Regions from separate parts of the Zea mays genome. Here region 2 is linked to region 1. Evidence: chromatin contacts called from public Hi-C data. All regions are on one chromosome and are shown on one strand. Each heading gives the region's core, a stretch centred on a gene start, on an enhancer-like site or on the middle of the called end of the contact. The rest is flanking DNA. Distances are from core to core; before and after follow the strand shown.

Region 1 (5,305 bases), core at 1,352-3,851:
CATAATCATGTGAGGCCATTATCATGTTACTAATGTGCTGCAACATCATTAATGGGCAGTTGAAAATCAATCACTCAATCACATAGAATCAAACTAGAACAAGAGAGAAAGGAATTAAGGAACTAGTCTGCAAGTGGCATCATCTTAATACTGTAATATGTTTTTCCCGGGTGAACAGTTTAGCTAAACTAAGGCCCATTAGAGGCAACCAGCTACAAACTGCTGCTTCTATCGGAAAGGGAACCTCTGAATCTCCTTATAATATTCAGAGTAACCCTTATACTGGGGGACAGGGATCTCGTCAACATGCAATATCAAGAGCATAAATAAAGTTGAGATAAAGCTTGGGACAACGATGCTTCTCTCTCATTTCAATTTATATTTTCATTGAATCATCAGCAACATGACCATGATATCACAACACGTTATCAGCACGATAACGGCCTCACATCGACTTACCAGTAAGTGGTAGGTCAAACATGTTAGATGGAGGCAGCCACTAGGACGCCTATGTGAGACCATTTTCACTTTGTAACATGTTGCAACGTTAGGGCTGGGTTGAAAAATGGTCAAGAAAAATATTAAATTGGAACAAGAGAAATCGGTACCAATCCAACCTCAATTTTGTTGTGCAATTTGCCCATTTTAATGTTGTGCCACGGGTTTAACTAAACAAAAACTCATAGGGATGCAATTGGTTCCATATACTGCTTATTCATGTACCCACTGAAGTTCTCCAACACCTGACATCAAAGAGCCTCATTATACTTCTAGTATCAAATTCACAATATAGCTGAGAGACATTTTAGGACTAAAACACATTTCTCTTCTCCCAATTTAATATCCATTTTATCATTGGTAATACAACCGCGAGTCCAACAACATGTCTTCAGCACAATAGTGCTCATGTAAGCTTGTTGGTAACATGATGCAGAACATGTTAGACCAAGGCAAGTTACCATGTAGCCTGAACGAGATCATCTACTCATAACGTGTTGCAATACCATGATAGAATTGCCAAATATCAGTTGTACGCAATCATATAAACATTATTAAACTGACACAAGAGACAAGTGCAAAATAACATCCTTTAGTGTCCATAAATACAGTGGCGGACGCAGGACCAAAATTCATAGAGGGCCAAGAAGACTGCATGACAAAATCAAATAAGACCGTAAAAAAACTACTTTTGCATTAAATTCAGGTTTCATATCAATACAAGATAGAAGTTTAAAGAAGAAAACTATATGAACAATCCTTTCATATTTGATCTATTATCATATTGTTGGCTCATACTATCTATTTTAAGGCTAACAGTTTATTTTATAAAATATCAAACAATCCTTATCCTATTGTATTATTTATATTCAGAAAACTAAAAAATTTGGGGCCAAAAATTTGGATGCCCTGTGCTATTGCCCATTTATGCTGCACAGTAGACGAGCTTGCAAGTGCCGTACTGTCGTGACGACGATAAGCAGGGCGGGGCGCCAGGAAGGGGGCATCCGAACGGACTGGCTTGAGAAGCGTCAGAATGAATGAGGACGGCTGGATACATGCAAGGACTAGGTTGGGGAGGAGGACGAGATCGGATGGACTAGATAGATTCGACGATAAGGTCAAGAACAGGACTGTTTTAACTCACGCAAAACTTTTTTTTTCTATACTTAACAGTAGATGTACATTAGGTATAAGAGATTATAGATAATTGAGGGGGGGGGGGGGGGGGGCATGGCCTACTTTGCCCCCCTACACCTATGGATCCTCCCCTGCATAAATAATATGTGACTAAATTAAAGTACTAGACCTAGGAAGCCAATTGCCCCATACGGAACCTTAGTTTAGGCAATATCTATCCAGTAGCAAAGCAAAAACAATCTGAGCAGATTTCAGGTTCAACTTGGATCGGCTATATCCAAGATCTATATGGCAAAGTCCTGATCCAAACAGCTATTCATCATAAATAACGAGAAAACCTAGTAGGAGCACTGCATCGACCACTCTAGAATCTGGATCCAACCAACTCACCTAACTTATCGACAATTTGAGTAGTTTCAGCAACACATCTCCATAATCAATTGATGATGACCAGAAAAGAGTAGATTTGCCCACCCAGCACATCAAACCCCGACACCGGATGGAGAACACGGGCGCTTACGGATGAAGGGCAGGACGGCGAGCACGAGCGCGAGGCCCGGGGAGTCGGAGAGCGTGGCGTTGAGGGTGGGGTGGAGAACGGTGAGGGCGGAGACGGCGGTGGTGAGGAGCAGCTGCGCAGCGAGGATGCCGTAGACCTTGCGGACGAAGCCCCATCGGAGGGCGCTCTCCCCGCGCGAGATCCCCGGGTACAGCGTCTCCCCGGTCCCGGCCTCCAGGTCCACCACCGACGCCTCCACCTTCTCCTTCATCTCCGGCGCGCGGCGGTACCCCGCCGGCGCGAGGGGCTGCATCTCCGCCACCGATGCCATCTCTCTCTCCGACGGGGGTTGGGTGCGGTGCGGTGCGGGGAAGGGGAAATGCGGATTCTTCGCGCGAGACGCGGTTTGCGCGTAGCTGTGTACCTCCGTGGGGAGACTTTGTTGAGAGGCGGTTGGGGATTTTGTAGATTTGCTACGAGCACTTGTGAATCCTGCCAAACTTGTCCTCGGCCACTGAAAAGTAGGGCCAAATCGGGCGGAGGTGGGCGGAGCACTCAAACAAAAGCTCGTGCACTACGCGAGCCTAGGTAAGTTCCGTGCTCACAAATTATTATTTTTCTCATGAGAGAATAAAAACATCGACATGAAAAATGCTCTTGTAGCTGTAGTTGACCTTTGCATAAGTACTACTCCCTTCTGATTAAAGAAAGATGTGTCGCTTTGATCTCCTCCATATAGTTCAGATTAGTTCTTACCTATCAGAAACTTTTTGAACTTTGGTTTGGTCATATTGATAATATGTCAATATAAGATGATACCACGCTCCCGGTATTTTTTCCATAATAAATGGTTGGTCAAAACTCATTTTTCAAACCGCGTCAAAGATTTTACCTTTCTTATATGCTTATTTTTCATATGGTATCCAGTTCAGGGGTGTATACTAGCCTCTGGCCACCCAGCCTTGGCCCCGCGCTTAGCCCTAGAAAACTCTTATTCACCTCTCAATTTTTTGGCCCAACCGTCTCTTCTAACAGCCCATAGATCGACTAGTACGATCACATCTCCCGGCTGGTTTCGCCCCTGATCTAGTTTACTTTTTATGGCTAGTTTTTACTATGCATTTCATTTTGAACTAGGTGAATGCTCGTGTGTTGCAACGGAGACATAATATCATGGTAACTTATGTACATCTAGATAGTGTTAGGTAATACTTGAAAACAAACGATATATATATTATCTTCGATCTTAGTATCTTATAGGTATGTGCCCGTGCATTGCAACAAAACATAAATTTACATAAATTAACGAGCCTCTAATGGCTCAGAGCTCTAGTGACAGGCGATGCGAGCGCAATGGTAATGGAAACCCTCATGGGGAACAGTGTCTTGCAGAGGAGCGCGAGTCCGAGTGAGCCACCACTTGACGCCTTGAGCTCCATCGTCCTGTTGTGAGGATGCATTTGCCACGAGCTCCCTATATAAAACGGGTTGTTCAGATCATAATAACTAAAATAATAGCGTGCCAAAACTTTTACTGCTACGATTAAAGACTCAGACAATAATGAGAAAGCTAACAAATATCCTTATCTAATTGCCTCATTCTTCCATGTCAACATACGGAGGAGAATAGAATTGGTGTAATTGGATGAATGTATTGCATTGAGCCCTTTAGACAGTTTATATAGCATTACTTAGAAGATAAGACAACCCACGAATACATATGTCAAACTATGAGACACAACATCTAAACTACCAAATATTAACACATATGGCAGTCTACGAGACACAATATCTAAACTACCAAATATACTCTAACAATATACACGATGTACAGGATGACGATCCCCTTCAAATATGGTTTCTCATACATGGATGGTATATATGTAGACTCTGATCCAGGATAATAACATGTTTATTTTTGTAAAATCCGGACAGGAGGAAAGTCAAATGCTTTTGATGTTCCTTCCAAACAACTTTTGGAAGATAAATCAGGCAATCGGCAATATACAATAAAAACATGCTTAAATTATGAAAAGGAAGCCAAACAAATGTTAAAGTTACCTCGGCACAAGCTTTTGGAAGAACAAGGCGCCCTATGCGGCCTGCATCACTCGCACTCAGGACCTTCTCGAACAATGGAACGACTGTGGAATTTGAAATTGCAAAATATAGTCAAGGAAGATAAAAGAAAAACTATATCTGTTACACAAGAAATTTATGCACCATATTATACGTGTTTAAGCCTAATGAGCTATTCTAGAGCCTTGATGTATAAGTTACTAAATGTCTGAGATCAATGTCACCATGAAGTTGACGATTTCAAATGTATGGAGACCTTATCAAGGATACTCTCCAGATATTTGTTGCAGCTCTTGGTCTGTTATTCTTGGCCAATACCGAGGAAGTAATTGATTGCGACCCCTTCCTTCAGCAGGTGGTCTAGCAACACGAAGATGCGGAAACATGTCTCTAGTTGGATCAAAAGTTGCACCCTCACCAACCCTTGGTGGTCTGGTCGGGAAATGCCGAGCCCTTTGTGGGGGGACAGTGCAGTGGCAAGATCTCTTCCTTCAGCAATGGCTGTCGTTGGCGATAGCATAGGTCTTTCCGCTGTTGAAGTAGCCTCCATCCTGTTTCCATTGTTTGCAATACCTAGGTTCATGCTCAGACATGCCTCTGGAAACGATTCACTTGTTGTGCTATCTGTAGTTGGATCCTTATTGTCATCTCTTCGAGTACACTGAGGTGACTCTAATGCACTTTGAGACCTAGTTAGTAAAGGTCTTCCCATGTCCCCAATATTAAGGGTTGGTTGTTCCCATTTAATCTGCCTTGGACCATTCTCTATCTCTTTTTGTCTCAAGATGTTACTGCTCTGTCCAGCCTCTATGCCGCTTACCATGAACAAGTGATTACTCTTATTTACAATAGCAATATCATCATTTCTGGAATCCAACATAAGAGAGGGTGGTTGTCCAAATTTTCTACTTGACAATAACTCGTCGCTTTTACCAAAAAACAGCAGATTGTTTGGACATGGAAAAAGCTTTGGAACCACTTGGCCAGAAGCCTGTAAAAATATATAATCAGAATATTTGAAAAGTAAAGGTGAATAATGTGACAAAAAGGGACTTACAAACTGAGCTACTGAATTTTTCATACAAGTGA
Region 2 (5,305 bases), core at 1,219-3,718, 860 kb after region 1:
GTATTTGACATTAAAAACACTCGTGCGTCAGTTTGGGTGTTGATATACTGAGAAAAAATAATCCTCCCAAAACTAGAATAATATGAGTCTCAATATAAAAGAAATTTCCCAGGGTGCAGTCAGCATTACAGAAGAAAACATTCCTCTAGTATCTACATGGTTGTGGTTGTGGTAGTTTCTGTTATATGTTACGAAAGGCATATATATCAACAATAAAGCCTAAATCCCAGATTATCCTGTCATAGAATCTAATATAGGGGACAAATATGTGAAGCCAGAGAAATCTGTTTCAGGCATCATTCTGTTCAGAATTAAGGGTCTTAAAGCTAAAAAATAAACATGATATGTCTGTCTGCTCATGAACTAAGTATCATGATTAACAAGATAAAATAAAAGATTTTTTTGTTGGTTTTAATGTCTTAGCTAACAGCTACAAACCTTACAGGTCCTTAGCCAAATAGTGCTTCAAGAACCTCAGGCGCTCCAGCACCATTAAAAAAACTTGTTATGACAATATCTGCTATGTCAGAAGTTAGAACCTTACCAAAATGTCAAATTTATGTTTATGTGGTACTTCTAAATTGCTCAATTCTCTTACTACACAGAAAACGCAGTAATACGAGTTGAAAATTTAGATATGCTGTAATCTAAAATCGCTGTCTAATTTTTCAAAATGCCAACATCAACAGTATAAGTGCAGCTATACAGATAATATATATAAAAGAAAAGCCACGTAAACATGGTGAATGCACTTAAATATTCAGAATGAGTATCAACTCACAAGTTATTGATCAGACATGTCGTCACGAACAGCAAACCCATGCTTCCACATCATGCCAATTATAGTGTTGGCTTCAGTCCTCCTACCACAACTAACATATGCCTTGTACATGATCCAAAATGTCTTCTTTGTTCGATCAAACTTCAAACATTCCATCTCATCGAGCACCCCATGCATCTCTTCCAACCGATAGTGCTTCCCATACATCACCATCTTGCAGTGGTACAAACTCCGGCACAGCTTCCAACCAGCATCTTCGGCCCGTCGGACAAAAAGTGCAAGTCTGTCAACCGCGTCATACTGAAAATAGTTACATATGATGGACCGCATCACCTTTACTGCGGTAACAATGGTATTGCGTTCCAATGCCTCAGAAATATACAGCTCCATCCCCTCGGTCAACCCCTCCTGAGCATACACCTTAATTAAGAGGACATTTAGCCATGGCCTGTAATCATCAGGACCCAACTTCTTGAGCAAATCCTCAATCTTTTGGATTCTACCTACATGGTAAAACTTGCAGTATGCGCACAGCATTGCACGTATATGCAAAATGTCAACCTTTATGCCAAGCTTGCAAGCACGCTCATAAGCTTGCTCCATTTTACAGATCATCCCGGCATGTGCATATCCTCTTAACATCAACTTATGCGTAGTAGCATCTGGAGCAACATGGAACGACACCATCTCCTGAAACGACGCTTCCATTTTGTCCCACATCCATGCGGTGAGGTAACCAGAGATGATTGCATTGTAAGTACCAATAGTGCGGGGTTGGCCAGAAGCGTCCAGCGACTGGAGCGTGCGCTCCATGTGGTCAACGAGGATGGAGCGACCGAACAGGGCGATGAGGATGTTGTACGAGTCCACGTTAGGCGGACCGCACCTGGGATCGCGCTCCAGCGCGTGGAAGACCTCGATGCAGTTGTCAAGGAGGCCGCTGTGCATGTATGCCGACATAAGAGCGTTGTAAAGCCCTAGGTTAGGGGAATGAATAGCGGTGCCGTCGGCAAAGAGCGCGGCCGCCGCGTCATGGTCTCCGGCGCGGCCCGCGAGCGAGATGGCGAGGGCAAACTCACTGATAGAGGGCACCGGGGAGAGCACACGGCGGAATGAGAATACAGCGAGCCCTAACCGAGGCCTGGACCGGAGCAGCGAGAGGAGCTCAAGTGACGCGAGCGGCGAGACGGCGAGGAGGGTAGGGAAGGAGTGGTCGTGGAGGGCGGACACCGGGTCCGGGTCAGGCCCCGGGAGCGCGGTGAGCGAGGTGGCGAGCAAGGAGACGGCGGCTCGGAGATGGGATGCGGTAAAGGGCGGGAGCGCCGGCGAGGTAGAAGAACAAGAGGCTGAGCACCACGTCCCGGCCGGATCGGGCGGAGGATGAAGAGGCGACGGGGAGTGCGGCGGCCAGGTGGAGGAGATCACGTCGGGTGGGACAGAGACGGAGGTGAAGGGCCTAGCGGTGGTGGCGTCGTAAAGGCAGCGGCGGCTTCGGAGCAGAGGGAGGAGGGAACAGGCGGGGCGGCGGGACATGGGAGGAGGCTGCGGCGGCGTAGGCCGGCGGCGGCGCGAGGGGTTTAGGCTAGGGAGGGATCCGCTCATCCGCGTGGGGAATGGACGGGGGAGGAGCGCAGGAGGCCAACATCGTCCTGGCGTGCTGGATGGGTTTCTTTAAGCGGGCCTATTTTGTGCGAGTCATGATTTCATTGCATAAAACGGTAGTTCGGCCCGTCCAGGTTGGTAGGCCGTGAAGAGACCAAACAAGTGACATGGACTTTAGCCCGTTTTTTGCGATTTAGGTTGGTTGGCCGCGAAGGGACCAAAAAATGGCATGGCTTTGTCCAATTTTTCGCGATTTGATTGATGAGAACAGCTAGCATTGACGATAGAGATGGCAATCGGGACCCAATTTCCCGCGGGGAATCCCTCTATAAGGATCTAGGGTCAATTTCCTGAATGTCATTCGAAAATACTCGTCCTTGTGTGTCACTGGCCCCCACATGTCATACACACACAAAAATGTACCTATATGCCACTCAGTGGCACACAACGAATGAGTATAAAATCTGATGGCATACCAGGAATTTTTCCAAGGATCTATCTCCGTTTCCCGCGGGGACACATTAAACTTACATATAACGATGTTTTCATATAATAGTTAATAATAAAAATAAATAATTGTCTTATCAAGTGATCACCCTTTATACAAATGTATTCATTTTAATGTACACATAATGATTTTTGACATCTAACAATGTGTTTAAGTGACAATATTTTACATTAATAATAAATAAAGTACGAATTAATTATAATTTAAGCGGAAACGGAGATCCCCGATAGGGATTTATCCTTACGAGTAATGGGGATGGGGAAGAAATGTCACTCGCAAACGTTCGTGTGGATCCTCGCGGAAAAAAATCGTCGCGAGAACGAGGATAGGGAGCTAAAACTCGGTGGGGAATTTCTCGTTGCCATAATATAGTTATCCCACTGTGGTTGTGGGAGAACATACAACACACTTCCTAGGTTGACTTTTCAACTCAAAAGGTCTTCTAAGTGTCAAAAGGTCTTTTTTGCATTAAATCATGAACCTTTTTGCACCAGTGCCACTGATCGCAACCTGGCAATGGTCGTCACATCTCCCATGGAATAAAATTTGGTCTTCAAGTTCTAAACAAGGCAGGTTTGCATGTAATAGTTTGCCTCCATGCTGCAAGATACAAAGCCATGAAACGGATTGTGATACAAGGTGCCCTATGCGCCATAGACTAGATGAGGTCGTGGGACAATTATTTCCAAGTGCAAGTATGCTCGTGAGGTGTGGAGAGAGCTTCTAATGGAGGAAAGTAGAATTACTACGTGTTGTCATCCTCAATGGAGGTACTCTGATGTATCTAGAGTTGGAAGAGATAGAAACTATTGCACTCTCTTATCACCTTTTGGTAGATTGAAAGGATTTATAGCTGGCTAAAGAAAAAAGTGATTAGCCTTTGAAGACAATAACGCAACTAGACACAAATATTAGTAAGAGGTGAGATTCCTGATAATTGTACATGCCTAGCCTAGCACTTTATGGAAAACCTTCTTACCAATTGTAGTGAACAAGGTAAAGAGCAAGCAACACTATTGCAAATAAAGCTGCTCGAGACAAATTGGTTAACTAGTCGAGTAAACAAAAGAGACAACTACTTGAATCACTTAACCAGTCGAGCTACAAAAGCACTACACCAGTGAAAACCATATGTTTGGTTTTGGTAATTGACAACACTAAATGGACTTTTGAGAAACCCTGATCCTGAAATAGGGTTGGACATTATATTAATAGACTTGGGATAGTTGGGTCAGACCCATTACAAGGGGCGAGAGGGTAATTACAAAGGGAAAGCCACAAACTCTAACGGGTATTCTAAGACCTCCGCAGTCGCAACTCTATCTTGTATAGATGTTGAGACTGGACCAAAAGTCTAAAAATACACTCGATGGTAACTCCTTGATGAAGATGTCGGCGAACTGCAACGTGGTGGGGACGCTGAGAACCCGAACGTCACCTACAGCAACACGCTTGCGGATGAAGTGTAGATTGACCTTCACATGCTTCGTGCGCTGATGCTGCACGAGATTGGTGGAGAGGTAGACAGCGCTGACGTTGTCACATTAGACGAGGGTGGAGAGGCATAACATAGGTTTTGTTTTTGTCGGTCATTAGGAGTTTAGAGAAGAAATTGACCGAATTAGTAGGCTAGATAGTCATACTATTAAGATGGATCAATGACTTTGATCAGTATAAAACTTAGTGCCTCATAAAGCATTTAGTAGTTGCATTTGCATGAGGACTTGACCGCGCTTCAGATTTAGAGAGTTAAAATATTTTCTAAAGTGTGTTTAAAAAAGCTAAGTTTTGGGGTTGGCGGGCCGTTCGGCCTAGGAGGCAGGACCGTCCGCGATCCATCCAGAGGGGTCTGAAGTTGCACATGTCTCTGTGTACTTATGCGGACTGTCCGGCCAAAGTCGGTGGACCGTCCGCAAGTGCCAAAATGGATTTGGGCAGGGACTGTGTGTTTTTGGGCATTTGAACTACGGACCGTCCAAGGCATTGGCCCGGACAATACTAACTCCCATGGGCGGACCATTCGGCCCTGTAGGACGGACAGTTCGCCCATAAATTTCAACTTGGTCAGTGCTCTAGCAATTTAAGTTACCAGGTCCCGGACCGTCTAGTCTGGTTTGGCGGACCATCCGGGTTTTACTTTTTCTGACAGCTCTGACATGTTTCAAACATGAATTATAGTTGTTACCTGTACGGCAGACCGTCCGGCCGTAGGGCGCGGACCGTCCGCGCGTGCGCAGATGCTGTGCTAGTTGCACATAACAGCTAGAATTAAGAGGTGGAATATAAATACAAGTGGAGCTCATGTGTGAGGTCTCTCTTTGTCATTTCTAGCATACATTGAGCTCATTTATGATCCTCTAACTCACTCTCTCACACTCTTTGCTTGAGATTGCATTCTAGCGAGAGATTGAGAG

Evidence for each region. A called contact is a pair of places that touch in the nucleus more often than the background predicts.
Region 2: a contact with region 1 is called in a Hi-C map of tassel, with 2.4 times the contacts expected there. The contact joins the promoter of LOC103630349 here to the promoter of LOC100283267 in region 1. A contact is called at or near these places in 2 of 25 Hi-C or Micro-C datasets (ear and tassel).

What each region holds. Positions count from the first base shown.
Region 1 is chr6:156,451,297-156,456,601 of Zm-B73-REFERENCE-NAM-5.0, forward strand. It overlaps LOC100283267 (transmembrane BAX inhibitor motif-containing protein 4), which reads right to left and starts at 2,602. Exons shown (of 4, transcript NM_001156405.2): 1 at 2,159-2,602. The coding sequence starts at 2,468. It also overlaps the pseudogene LOC100381762.
Region 2 is chr6:157,312,440-157,317,744 of Zm-B73-REFERENCE-NAM-5.0, forward strand. LOC103630349 (pentatricopeptide repeat-containing protein At2g30780) reads right to left here and starts at 2,469. Exons shown (of 2, transcript XM_008651407.4): 1 at 782-2,469. The coding sequence starts at 2,383. The coding sequence ends at 785.